Regions from separate parts of the Zea mays genome. Here regions 2 and 3 are each linked to region 1. The links are chromatin contacts, called in public Hi-C maps. All regions are on one chromosome and are shown on one strand. The core of a region is the stretch at or near the end of the contact, and the rest is flanking DNA. Distances in the headings are between cores, read along the strand shown.

Evidence for each region. A called contact is a pair of places that touch in the nucleus more often than the background predicts.
Region 2: a Hi-C map of bundle sheath shows a contact between it and region 1, with 4 times the contacts expected there. The contact joins two enhancer-like sites. A contact is called at or near these places in 4 of 25 Hi-C or Micro-C datasets (bundle sheath, ear, endosperm and 1 more).
Region 3: a Hi-C map of tassel shows a contact between it and region 1, with 3 times the contacts expected there. The contact joins two enhancer-like sites. A contact is called at or near these places in 5 of 25 Hi-C or Micro-C datasets (bundle sheath, ear, endosperm and 2 more).

Annotation. Positions count from the first base shown.
Region 1 is chr2:90,437,393-90,441,106 of Zm-B73-REFERENCE-NAM-5.0, reverse strand. No RefSeq gene overlaps it. Among protein-coding and RNA genes, the nearest start is that of LOC100280606, 24 kb to the right of the region's middle. Within about 2 kb of position 2,161, at least 19 of the 20 cell types and tissues checked have an H3K27ac peak or open chromatin away from gene starts, as enhancers often do. A contact at or near this core is called in bundle sheath, ear, endosperm and 2 more, where this site is marked.
Region 2 is chr2:90,589,049-90,593,395 of Zm-B73-REFERENCE-NAM-5.0, reverse strand. No RefSeq gene overlaps it. Among protein-coding and RNA genes, the nearest start is that of LOC100273425, 120 kb to the left of the region's middle. Within about 2 kb of position 1,410, at least 12 of the 20 cell types and tissues checked have an H3K27ac peak or open chromatin away from gene starts, as enhancers often do. A contact at or near this core is called in bundle sheath, where this site is marked.
Region 3 is chr2:90,670,672-90,674,431 of Zm-B73-REFERENCE-NAM-5.0, reverse strand. No RefSeq gene overlaps it. Among protein-coding and RNA genes, the nearest start is that of LOC100273425, 43 kb to the left of the region's middle. Within about 2 kb of position 1,966, at least 19 of the 20 cell types and tissues checked have an H3K27ac peak or open chromatin away from gene starts, as enhancers often do. A contact at or near this core is called in bundle sheath, ear, endosperm and 2 more, where this site is marked.

The DNA of each region.
Region 1 (3,714 bases), core at 912-3,411:
AAATCTGATACCAATTGATGAAGCTGAGGTGCCCGATCTTTCGGCGAGTAGAGATAATTCCGATTTGTCGGAAGATGACCCTTGCGATCCGACTACGACGAGCAAGCCCGAGGCGCCAATGCAATCGCTGAACCAACTCCCTGTGGTTACCGACCTTGCTGATGCGAGATCGGCCTGATCACGAAGATCGTTTCCTGTGCGCAATCGAAGAACGAACAAGAAAAAGATGCGAGCAATCTAATCTATTACTCGAGGGTGGAGTTCTGAATACACGAAGACAGCGCAGATTTGCGCGTGTTCGAGAGTAGCTAAGGCTAACGTAAAACAAAACTCAGGAAATAAAGGAGGCGCAGCTCCTGAATAAATAGAGAGGGGGCGCAGCCCCTAGGAGCGGCCAACCCTAGGTCGACCATTATGGGCCGCAATTGGGCTGGTCGTCTATTCTTCCGGGCCTTCGTTCTTTAACAACATGATGTAGTTCAATTCTCTTGCACGGGCCCGAGTCACTGGCCCAGGTGGAAGGGATGGCGCCTGGGCTGGAGAAGGTGCTGCTGGTGTAGATGTGCTCGTGTTGGTGTTGATGTCCGCATCACCCCATTGATCACTTCTGAGGTGATCCGGCAGGGTTTCACTACGTAGCCTTTACAAAAATTTCCCAGAGGTCATAGCCACCCGTTAGGTTTCTCCAGTTTGATAAACACAGTACTTCTCCCCACAGGAAGGGTGACTAACAAAACCAAATTGAAAGAACTTCGGCAACCAGCCTCGGCAGAGCAAGTACTGTGCCCGGACCCCATTGACGGCCCTACGGCGAAGCCAACTACACCTCAAGTTCCTCTAATTAATCAGCTAAGGGTGTCCCATTCCACCCTCATGGTTGCACTGTTATCATGGGTGGTCACTCCACGAACAGATCCTTACAGACAGGAACTCAGGAAAACAGTCTGAGTCCCCTAAAGTATCACAGTTTCATCATCATAATCAAGATAACATCATCGTATCATAAGTATTCACATCATGTTCATTGATTAAGGTAAAGCAATAGCATAAAGCTAACCATGATAACCCAAAAGGTAAACAAGGTTAAGGTAAATACAGGTTAGTCAATCCTTAGGTTTCAATAAAGTAATGCAGGACGGTGAATTATAAAGTATGTACGACATAATAGGTCAGAGGACACTTGCCTTCACCAAACAGATGCTCAGGGTCTTCAACCTTGTAGAACTCAAAGAGCCTGATCACTTGGTCGTCGAAGCTTAACTGTCGATTCACCGAAGCTCAGAAACGGATCACGTTCTATTCGCAACACGAGCGAAGACGTATGGGCACAAGCAAACAAACATACATATGTATAAGAACATTACACCATGCAAAGGAAAACATTATAAAACATGTAGTACGAAATAGAGATCGCTTCCACGGTCACGACAGGAAAAAGAAACGCGATAGTCGGAGCTACGGCCGAGAAGTTATCATGTTTACGCTAAAAAATATTAGTTAGAACATTTAATTCGACATCATCCAATATAAATAATCTCTAACATTTAGTTTCGATTAATCTGTTACACTAGCAGTTGTCAGTTAAATAAGTAATTAAATTAACACGAGAGATTTTAAACGAGCTGAATTTATGACGTGCGAAACAGCAGGACATCGTGTGAACGACGCGCGGGCACGCACAACATAGCATATGCTGACGACGCATGAAACAGTGCGTGTGACCAGCACGAATGACGTGCAAATCAGCACGCGGCCACATGCGAAACAGCGCATGAATGGCACGCGAAAAAAGTTAAATAGACGTCACATTTACATAAACAAATATTAGTTAAAAACATCTGAGTTGGCACTAACCACATTAACTTGTGTTTATAAAAGCGTAAATTAAACTATAAATTAGTTTTCAACTGCAAAGGTATTTTAATAACCGACGAACAAAATGATTATTAATTAAATAAATAAGACATGTGTCGCGACGAAATATTGTTACTAACACGTAGACTATATTATTACGAAGCAGATGCAACTAGAACGGGTTGCAACAAATTTATAACACAAAATATATTGAATAATTAGCATTTTGCGGATATAGACATGGCACAATGTGATCGGACGAATGGGTGACACATAAAGGGACATAGGGATCACAATTGTAGAGGATCCCATGCGATAGCAGACCGATCCTGTGTGTGCAAGACGCCACAACACAGGACAACCTTGCATGGTCCAACCAGAAGTTGCCATGTGGCCATAATTAGAAAAGGAAACGAGTTCTTTCCTTCCTGCAAGTTGCAACTGCATGAGGTTCCTTCTCTATTTCTCTCGCAAGAGCAGTTACCTTTCTCTCTCCTATGCTCGACACGAATGGCAACCGCAAGGGAGGATGGGATCATGTGGGGGTGGAGGGAAAGTGGTGCTGGCCTGAGCACGGCAGGGCAGCGCAGGGGTTCGCCGACCGGCTTGCAGGAGAGGGGCGCAGGCTGGCCTGGCCGGGGCTCAGTGCTAGGCTTCAGCGCAGGTACCAGGGAACCACAGCCAGGGCTGGGCAGCGGTGAGGCGAGCTCGGTGTGGCGATGAGTCGACGTGGCGGCGTTCAGCGCGGGCTCCTCCGGCACGGTGAGGTGCGACGGGCGAGCGTGCCGGGCAGCCATAGGGATGCAGGCACGGTTGTTGCGTGAGCGAGGGGCGAGCGGGGCGGTTCCAGTTTTGACGATCGTGGGCGCTGGTCGAATAGAAGAAATGGAGGGGGGAGCAAGCGTTGGGCCGCGGGGCATGGCTGGCGCGCTGGCGGGGGTGTGTGCAGCATGGGCCGCGCAAGGGCGCGCGTGGGCGCTGGGCGACACCGCGACGGGAGTGGGCTGGGGGAAGCACAGGCTGTGGGGCAGTGCGCTGCTGGGCCAAGCGGTCGAGGTGGTCTGGCCAGGAGGGGTGGGCAGTTGGGCTAGGATGGCGGGGACATTTCATTTTTTATTTTTGTTTTTTTTCTTCTTCCTCTTTTCTTTGTCTATTCTATTTGAATTCATACTCAAGCATGGTTCATGAATTAAATGGATGCACAACAAGTTTCTCCATCAAACAAAAACATATGCTCCAACATGATGCATCAATCGAAGCTTCCTTAGAATTTTATTGTACTAAACTTAACACCTCTATATAGAAAAATAAGTCTCCATTATTTATAAAAAGGGAAAATAAAAGCAAGGAAAAGAGACGGTAACACCTGAATTTTGAGTATAGAGCAAAGAATTTTTTTTATACCCCAAAATTCAGGTTGTTACAAATCTAACCCCCTTAACAGAATCTCGCCCTAAGATTCAAGAAGAGGCTAGCAAGAAAACAATGTTGGTTCGTTGGTTGTTCACAGGTTCTTTGATTCAACTTTGACTCTGCCAGCTTAACTAGCGGACTGGCTAATTTGACCTTTAGATGTTCACGACCAATCGGTGCAATTCTTGAGGATCTCTTGGACCTGTGGGTTAGGACCCACACACGCTTCCGTTGCGCCACCTTGATCTTGTTGGTTGATGTTGATTGCATTGTCTTCGTTGGGGTTAGCGACTAACCCCCTTAACAGGAGCGTTGATATGCATTTGGTGAAGATGTTGCCGACTCTGATCTTGACGGATTAAGAGAGGTTGGAGGTTGTCAATCGGACAAGCGCAAGAGGGAAGGGTATAGATAGGAAATGTATGCATAGATGAATTAAAGAGAAAA
Region 2 (4,347 bases), core at 161-2,660, 150 kb before region 1:
TTGGATAGAGCAAGATCTGATGATGCTTCAACACTCGATGTGATCTTGTTAGCTGCACTTTCAATGTTCAAGCATGTGTTCTTGTACATCCTAAAGAAGGGCTCTTCTCCTCTTCGGTTGCTCCGGACATTTGCTTGCGCTTCTTTCCTACTGGTTTAGGTTTCTTCAAAGCAACAATATCTTCAAAAAAATTTGACATCTCTAACACATCATCATCACTTGATGATTCACCTAAGGAAATTTCTCGAGGGCAGGATGCGTAGCTCCAGTGACATGCACCTTATCAAACAAAAAGTGCAAATCATCAAGGTGTTTGGGTTCATGTTTTCGAAACCTCACATGGTTGCACTTTACACCTCTCACTGTTGTTGCATCTCTAGGGAAAATGGGCAAGTTAACGACAAACATATACCGATGGCAATTTGAAATGTATTGAAACAATCACAACTTGTCTCACCTCAGGATGTTCAGCTCACCATGCATTATCACAAGCAACAATTTTATTTGTTGCATCCCATCCTAATCCAGTGACAACAATCTTCAATTCCACGAACTTGGTATAATCTTTTTTTCATATTATATAATTTATTCTTCAATTGTGTCTTCACTAGCTTCATTCTAGACCTTACAAAAAACTTTTCCTCCAGGTTCTTCCAACCATTTCTAGTGAAACAACCTTAAGGTCTATTACCAACTAAAATCTCCTCCCCACAAATGCTAAAATCTCCTCCCTACAAATGTCAATCAGGTGCTTCAAAGTTGCATTATCCCAAACAACCTTCTCAATCATACTTTAGTAAAGCGCAACTGAAATATTTTTCTTATAGACCACTTTCACAATGCTCGTTATAGGTAACAGTACAAAAGTATTACATGGAATTGTTTTCATCATTTATATAACTAACACATCAGCAGTTGCCTGTACATGTATGCTACCTCTGCAATTAATGGACATAACTGAGATGAAAAAAACAAGGTGATACACTACTAATAATTTAGGGCTAGTTTGGTGCGTGGCGTCCGGCGCTACGCCGCGCCTAAACCACGGCGGCTTAAGCCACGCACCAAACAGCCACTTAGAAACAAACAGACATCAACATACGTGACGCAGTTTTGAAAATGGCAGATTTGAAGATGTACGAACCAAGCAGGACTTGCAGCTTTTAATTATTAATTCAGGAAATTAACGAGCAGGACTTTGCAGCATTTAATGTGATGCATACAAACCAGCCGAAACTAATTAAAGAACCTGCACGTTCTATAGCATTTAATCTGATGCAAGCAAACAAGATTAAATGTTTCAAATCCTGTGGTTCGGCTGGCTGTTCTGCAGCTGATGCTGACAGTGTTGAGGAGGTAATAATACACAAACCAGCCGCTTACAGTACCCAACCACTGGCTGTCCAACAGCTCGCCGAACAGGCCTGTCACAAAAGCAAATCGAACTGACTAGCCACAACAAGTGTACGTACTGTTGACAGTGTTGAGGAGGGTCGCCGGGAACGGCCGATCGAACTTTAGAATCCATATTTTAATCCGAAACCAGGAACGGTATCGGAATCACCGGTCCGGAAAACGGAAAGGGAAATAACGGGATGACAGTTAACGGTACAATCGGCCGGTAACACATTGATAACGATCGTGAACCGGTAATTAAAATCAAGAACAACGTGCGGTAATCTTGTTTGGCTGCTGGACTAGTGTTGCTTGCACGTTACATTCCACGTCGCTTTTTTTAAGCCATCCGCATGATCGCTATCCAACGGAAGCCATTTGCCCATACCTTCTGTCGACTGAAAGGACGCAAAATATCTAGACGCCGCCCGTTCAAGTCTGTTCCAGCGTTGCCCCTTTCTTCCCGTTGCGGAGCCTACGAGCGATACGACCATGTAAAATATCTACATCTGCATGTGCTAGAGATGTGTCGGTGAGGACGACCAACGCTAGCGGCTAGCGCAGCGCGAGCAGCAGACCGGCCGACGACGCCGTCGACGTCACCTACTCAGTATGGTATTCGAAATTTTGGTAGAATAGAAACTTTTTTTATAATCTAACATCACACTATTGTACTGTATGATCGGTTGCACGTTAGAGAAATAAAAAGAGACAGTAAAAACCAAAGTTTAGACAAAATAACTGTAAAATAGTATGATTTTATATTTTTTATAATATTTTAGTTTATATACATAATATATATATAATTATTTTACCAAAAATAATAGTTAAATACCCTTGCTCGCATGCAGGCCCACCACTGCACGTACTTCCACCTTCTGTTCTACATCGCTATCTCCGGCGGCTAGCCCTTCTTCAACAAGGCAAGCCACACCGCGCACTAGGGGCGGAGGGCCGGTCGCTCGCTCTAGCTCTCTCCACTCTCCAGTTTCCAGCGAGGGCGAGGTCGAAGCGGCTCCCGTGCCGTGCGCCGTGCACGGTGCACCCTGCCGGCCTGCTCGGCTTCTCCTGCGCAGGTGCGCGTGCACTTCAGGGCTTTAGGTTCAGCCCTTCAGCATTCATCAGTGCTTGCGCCTTGCAGGTTGCAGCTTTCTTGTGCATGAGTGTGCCTTGTGCGGCTGGCCGTGCGCGGTGCGCGTGCGCACGTAGCTCCGGCGGCAGCGGGCAGCGGCACACCAGCCTCCGGCACAGGCACGCAGGCGTGCAGCGGCGCTCCCTGCCTGAACTCATCATCAGATAAACGTGAGGAATCCAAAAGGCTGGTCAGGTTCCATGGTGATAACAGTTGTGTTGCAAGCCTATCTGATCCTAAGGAGTCAACGCATCCATTTTCAGTAATTGCCTGGAGAAAGTGCACGCACGCTGCAGGCACGATTTTTAGATAAAATGGATCATACCTCAGACATGTCCTCCAAATGGTCGAGCCTACAATATTTTTTTGACAAGAACCTTTATCTGGAAAAAGGCCTCCGAGCATCTGTAATTGTGGACACAAGAAGGATTGTCTCAAGAATTAACACAGACTGCAATCGCAAGCGTATGCAGCATAACGAAGCTGAAAATAGTACAACCAGTGAGCAGGTCCCAGGCGTGCACCTTAACACGTCATTGCGCGAGTTTTTTAAATTTAAATTCTAACTTAACCAATACTAGGTGTGTGCATGTGCGTTGCCACAGGAGTTAAAAATTAGTATAAATATATATACGGAGAAACAGATTGCAAAGTTTATATCAGGCACATCTGCAAGAAGAAGGCCTCCCATTTAGTTGTTACATGTAGAATTGAATCATAAACTGTATTATAAAACAAATAAAGAATTATACCAGTGACAACAAAAACATCGCATGCCTTGCATATCTAGAATTGCTGAATGGTAGTGGTTGAATTGCATCTAAAACATATTGGATGAATGGAGAAGGGAAAGGAAGATCGGAGTCCAGAACCCAAACAAAATCAAGAACTTCTCATTTGCTTCGCCTAGACTTCCATATGCACATCAACAAGTATAACGAAACACTACATGATACAAAATGCATTGCTTTTATGTAAGAAAGACAAGCCCTCAGCTTAAGCAGAAAAAAACACCTACACTTTGCTCATAACATCACAAGACTTCCTTACCAATTCAATGCCGAATATTAGGAAACCAAATCACAGGCTTCAAAGGACCAAGCAACATCACATGTACTTCAACAACAGAATTCACTAGTACTATCAACAACAGAATTCACAGGTACTGTCAACAATAGAAGTAGACAATAAACTAAATACTACATATGATAGCCATACAGGGCCCTCCCAGACGAGCAAGCCCACGCTGCCGCCTCCTGAAGCCTCTGCAGCGTCATCCCTGACGGAGGATAATTAACCAAAGCATATTTCTTGGCAATGATATATCATATCTTTCCAGTAGTTTCATTGTTGTTGCTTCATCTAATACATCTTTGTTGTCACTAAGAAATGCACAGAATTCACTTACTACCTAATAATATTCTGAGCTATTAGGCTCTGCTACTTAATATAAAATAGCAATGACGGAAAGCTCCAAACAGCAGTGGCGGAGGAGCCATTATGGCTTAGTGTGGCATCAGTCATACCTTACTTTTAATAACTCTCATATCTTCTACTATAACAACAAAATAAGACGTGGTGTGGTGGATATGTTGTCTCTAATCTAGTAGTAGGTCTTGAGTTTGATTCACAATTCTTGCAGATTTTATTTTTTGAGCCGGACAGGGATGAGGGCAAAACATGAAATGAAAAAAGGCAGAACAGAAAATGGCAGGCTACCCTTACAGCCTTAATAAGTAGTAGAGATTTATGTTAATTTGCAGTCAGGTGCAAGAGGCATCTCTACATCTACTTATTGAGGGGAATCAAATCCTTGGCTT
Region 3 (3,760 bases), core at 717-3,216, 230 kb before region 1:
AACATGTATGAATATCAATAGAATTCATATTACATTGATACCTTCGGCTTGCTCAAAGGTGAAGACACAAGAGAGTAATTACAATTCAGCGTGAACAGTACGGTGCTATTGTTCACCTATTCATAGGCACAGGACGCAGCCCGGGTAAAAGTACATTCATGTCCTCAATATTCACTTATGTTTGTAATACAAGACATTAAGGACTAAGTAGTCTTTTTCCCTTCAGTCAGCATCATCATCATGCTTCATCTCCGTTATAAGCCGAAGCTGTCAATGAGGCGATAGCTTCGGCGTTTACTCTTATCATCTTTAGATCTGTATTCATCTTGTATACCTTCATCATGAGGAAGAGGCTTGCATCCTAAATACGAAGCTTCCTATAATAGCTTATGGTGAAAACAAATGGTTAATTATGTTTTTGAGGACCTTTGGAAGAGGAAGGCCCCCAACATGTCCCAACAGGGCTGCTTATACCACACCAGCTCCAATGAAGCAAGGTCAGGCCTCACGACGCAAGATTCAACCCTTATCCATCAATTGGGGATAGGTGAACCATGTGAAAGCAGAAGTTGAACCCGAAGAACACGAAAACTCGGAAGAGGTGTCGGTATGGTGAAGAAGCCAATGAAGAGGGCAATGAGCAGCAAGATTAGAGTGTGTATATATATATATGAAGTAGTATTTGTACGACCTAAAAATACTTTAGGTAGTAGCTAGTAGTTTATTATTTTAGGAATAACAATAAGGTCTATTTGAACCTTTGTTTTGAATAACAAGTTATGCATCATGCCGAGATTCTTGTTTGTGCATATGTTTTGAGACAAGTTTGATACACATCCATTTTCTTACTAATCTCAAGGACGAGATTATTTTTAACGGGGGTAGAATTTGTAACAACCAAAATCTTATTTTGGATTTAAAAAAAGGTTTTTCTAGGGTCTAAATAAATGTCATTAATAAGGATTTTATTAGCTTAGAAATTATTTCTTGGAAAAAAGTAAATGGAAATTTTATATTTTGAATTGTCAAAGTTAGATTTGAGTCGCAAAACTAGAAGTTAAAAGTGAAAATCTTTTAATAAACATAAAGATTCTCAATTGTTGATGCGAGTGAATTATGTTTTCTCTCTCCCTCTCTCATGAATTAAGCATCAATATTATTCAAAACAATAAAATAAATAATAAACTATTATTGCATCTTGCTAGGATTATTTTGTTTGTTGCATCTAAATTGGAGCTTGAAATTCAAAACCTAATTTGAATTTGAATTTAGAAATAGAAAACAAAATAGAAACAAAAAAAGAAAAGGGAAAGGAAAAGAACCCATGTGGGCCGAATTCCCTCACCTCGGCCCACCTCCCTTCTTGCAACGGTGGCCCATCACCCCCTTCCCATCTCTTACATTGACGGTCGGGCCCCACTACCTGGTAGTTCCACAGTGTTTTTGCCGCTGCGTGTGGGCTGTGGTTTCATCTCACCGCCATGTGGGACCCAAAGGTCAGCACCATCTCCCCCTCCATATCTCTTCTCCGCTTCGTGCGCTAATAGATGGACGGAAGACTCCACGGATCTTAGCCGTAACAATAGGTCGATCCTCGCTACATTAATGCATGTGCGGACTCTGCACCTAGGCTATAAGACCAAGCCGCCGCACCCCCTTGGTCCTCCACCAGAGCCGTTGAGTACCTCTCGCCGGAGCTGGGGTGAGAGAAACCTGCTGCCGCCACGATTCCTCGAACCGGTTGGAGTTCGAGGCATGGGAGCATGCCCAGGGTGCTTGTTTGAGCTGGTAGGAATAACGCGTGGAAGAATCCTGGTCAGTGGAGGAGAAGACGCAGGACTGGTTCAAGCGCGTCCTCGTAGACAACTCCTGCTTCCCGTTCGAACAGAGCGCTGCCGTGGTTGGTAGAGAAGAGGAAGAAGGTCCTACGGCCGTCTGATCCGGAGAGTGTGGATCAGATTAGATCATGTATTGCTTGTTCATCCATCTAAATCTACACTGTCCGGTTCTGTCTGGACGGAGGAGATTCGACCTCCATATACCTGTTCGTCCATTATATCGGGGACATCAGATTCGGATCCAACGACCCACATAGCATACCAGTTCACATAATGATATATCTAATCTGGCCCTTCGATCCCTAATTGGACGACTCATATTAGGTGATACCTCTTCGGCTGTCCAGAGTTAATCCAACGGCTGACGCGCATCCATACCCCTTCGGTCATTTGCTTTTATAAAACAGACAATGTGCTTTTATGAAATTAACACACCGTCCATGTACCACTGTGAATCATTTAAAGTAGGTCCCCATATTTTGCAAAAATGCCCTTCGGCTATATAAAATACAGAATCCGAACTTCAGTTGTGTAGAATAAAATTTGAAAATTTCTAATACAAGAATAATTCAATAAATTTTAGAAATTTATAACTTGATCATTTTAACTCCAAATTAGTCCATTCCAGTTGCGTTAAATTTATAATAATATTGTTTATCAAACGGTAACCTTAGTTTGTTATGAAACCTAGATTAAAAATTATGCACTTAGTTCTTTTATATCCAACACATAAACCTTCAGAAAATTATAACTCTTTAACCGTAACTCCGAATTTAGTGGTTCTCGAACCTAGGATCTAGTCACGATACGTACATCAACATTATGCAGTTTGTTCTTATGTTTGGTATGATGTTAATTTTGCTTATACCATGTTTGTTTGTATGGCTACGATTAGCAGTGAGGTCACGAGCATCTGAAGACCAAGTTGATACCTGTGAATCTCGAGTCTCAGACAAGTTGTGCCCTTGATCACTCCTTTTTACCTAATAATGTTCCTATTAATCACGGTGACATGCTTAGGTTAATTTGATGGGACCTAAAAGGTTTCCCTAGTATTGTTTATCCCACACCTTGTTTACCACTGAACTTTCGGGTAGTTTTTCTATTGCTCTACCTGGTTTTGGGATTAATATTACATTATGATCATGTTCCAGTTATATTGTTGTTTTAATTATTATTCATGACAAGATCATTATGTTAATTGGAACATGGAGCTTAACTTGAGTAAACAGTGCTACCACAAGGGTGGAATGGGATGCTCTTGGCCAAGTAATTAGGAAAGTTAGGGAGAGATCACCTTACCTAGGTAGGGGCAAGCGGGGAGGCGTCGCTGCTAGAGTATAGGGAGGTCCTCGGGTCGAACTGTCTATAAAGCTTTTCAGACAAGGGATTCCTATGCTTCTTTCGTCCTGAATCCGTAGCGGGTTTTCTCGAACTAGTGAAACATTGGAAAGGCCTCGTAGTGCTGCCCTGCCTCGCTTCCTTGGTAGAGGTGTATGGGGTCCAATCAACCCCGTGGCAAATGGGTAACACGACTTGTGGGTAAAGATGCACAACCTCTGTAGAGTGTAAAACTGCTATATCAGCTGTGCTCACGGTCAAGAGCGACTCAGGACTCTCGCATGATTAATTTATGGAACTAAACTTAATCTGTCATATGCATTGCATCGCGGGTGTTATTATCAACTGTAATCTCTTATTATTTGGGTTGGTATCTACTTATACTTAGTAACTGCTAATAAAATTTTGACCAACTCTAAAAGCAATGCTCAGCTTTAACCATCTCCTTTGGTAAGCTTTACACTTCACATGAGCTCCCACCTTTGGCGAGTTCATGCACATTATTCCCCACAACTTGTTAGCGATGAACGTATGTAAGCTCACCCTTGTTGTACTCACATCCCCCCAGGTCAAGAACAGGT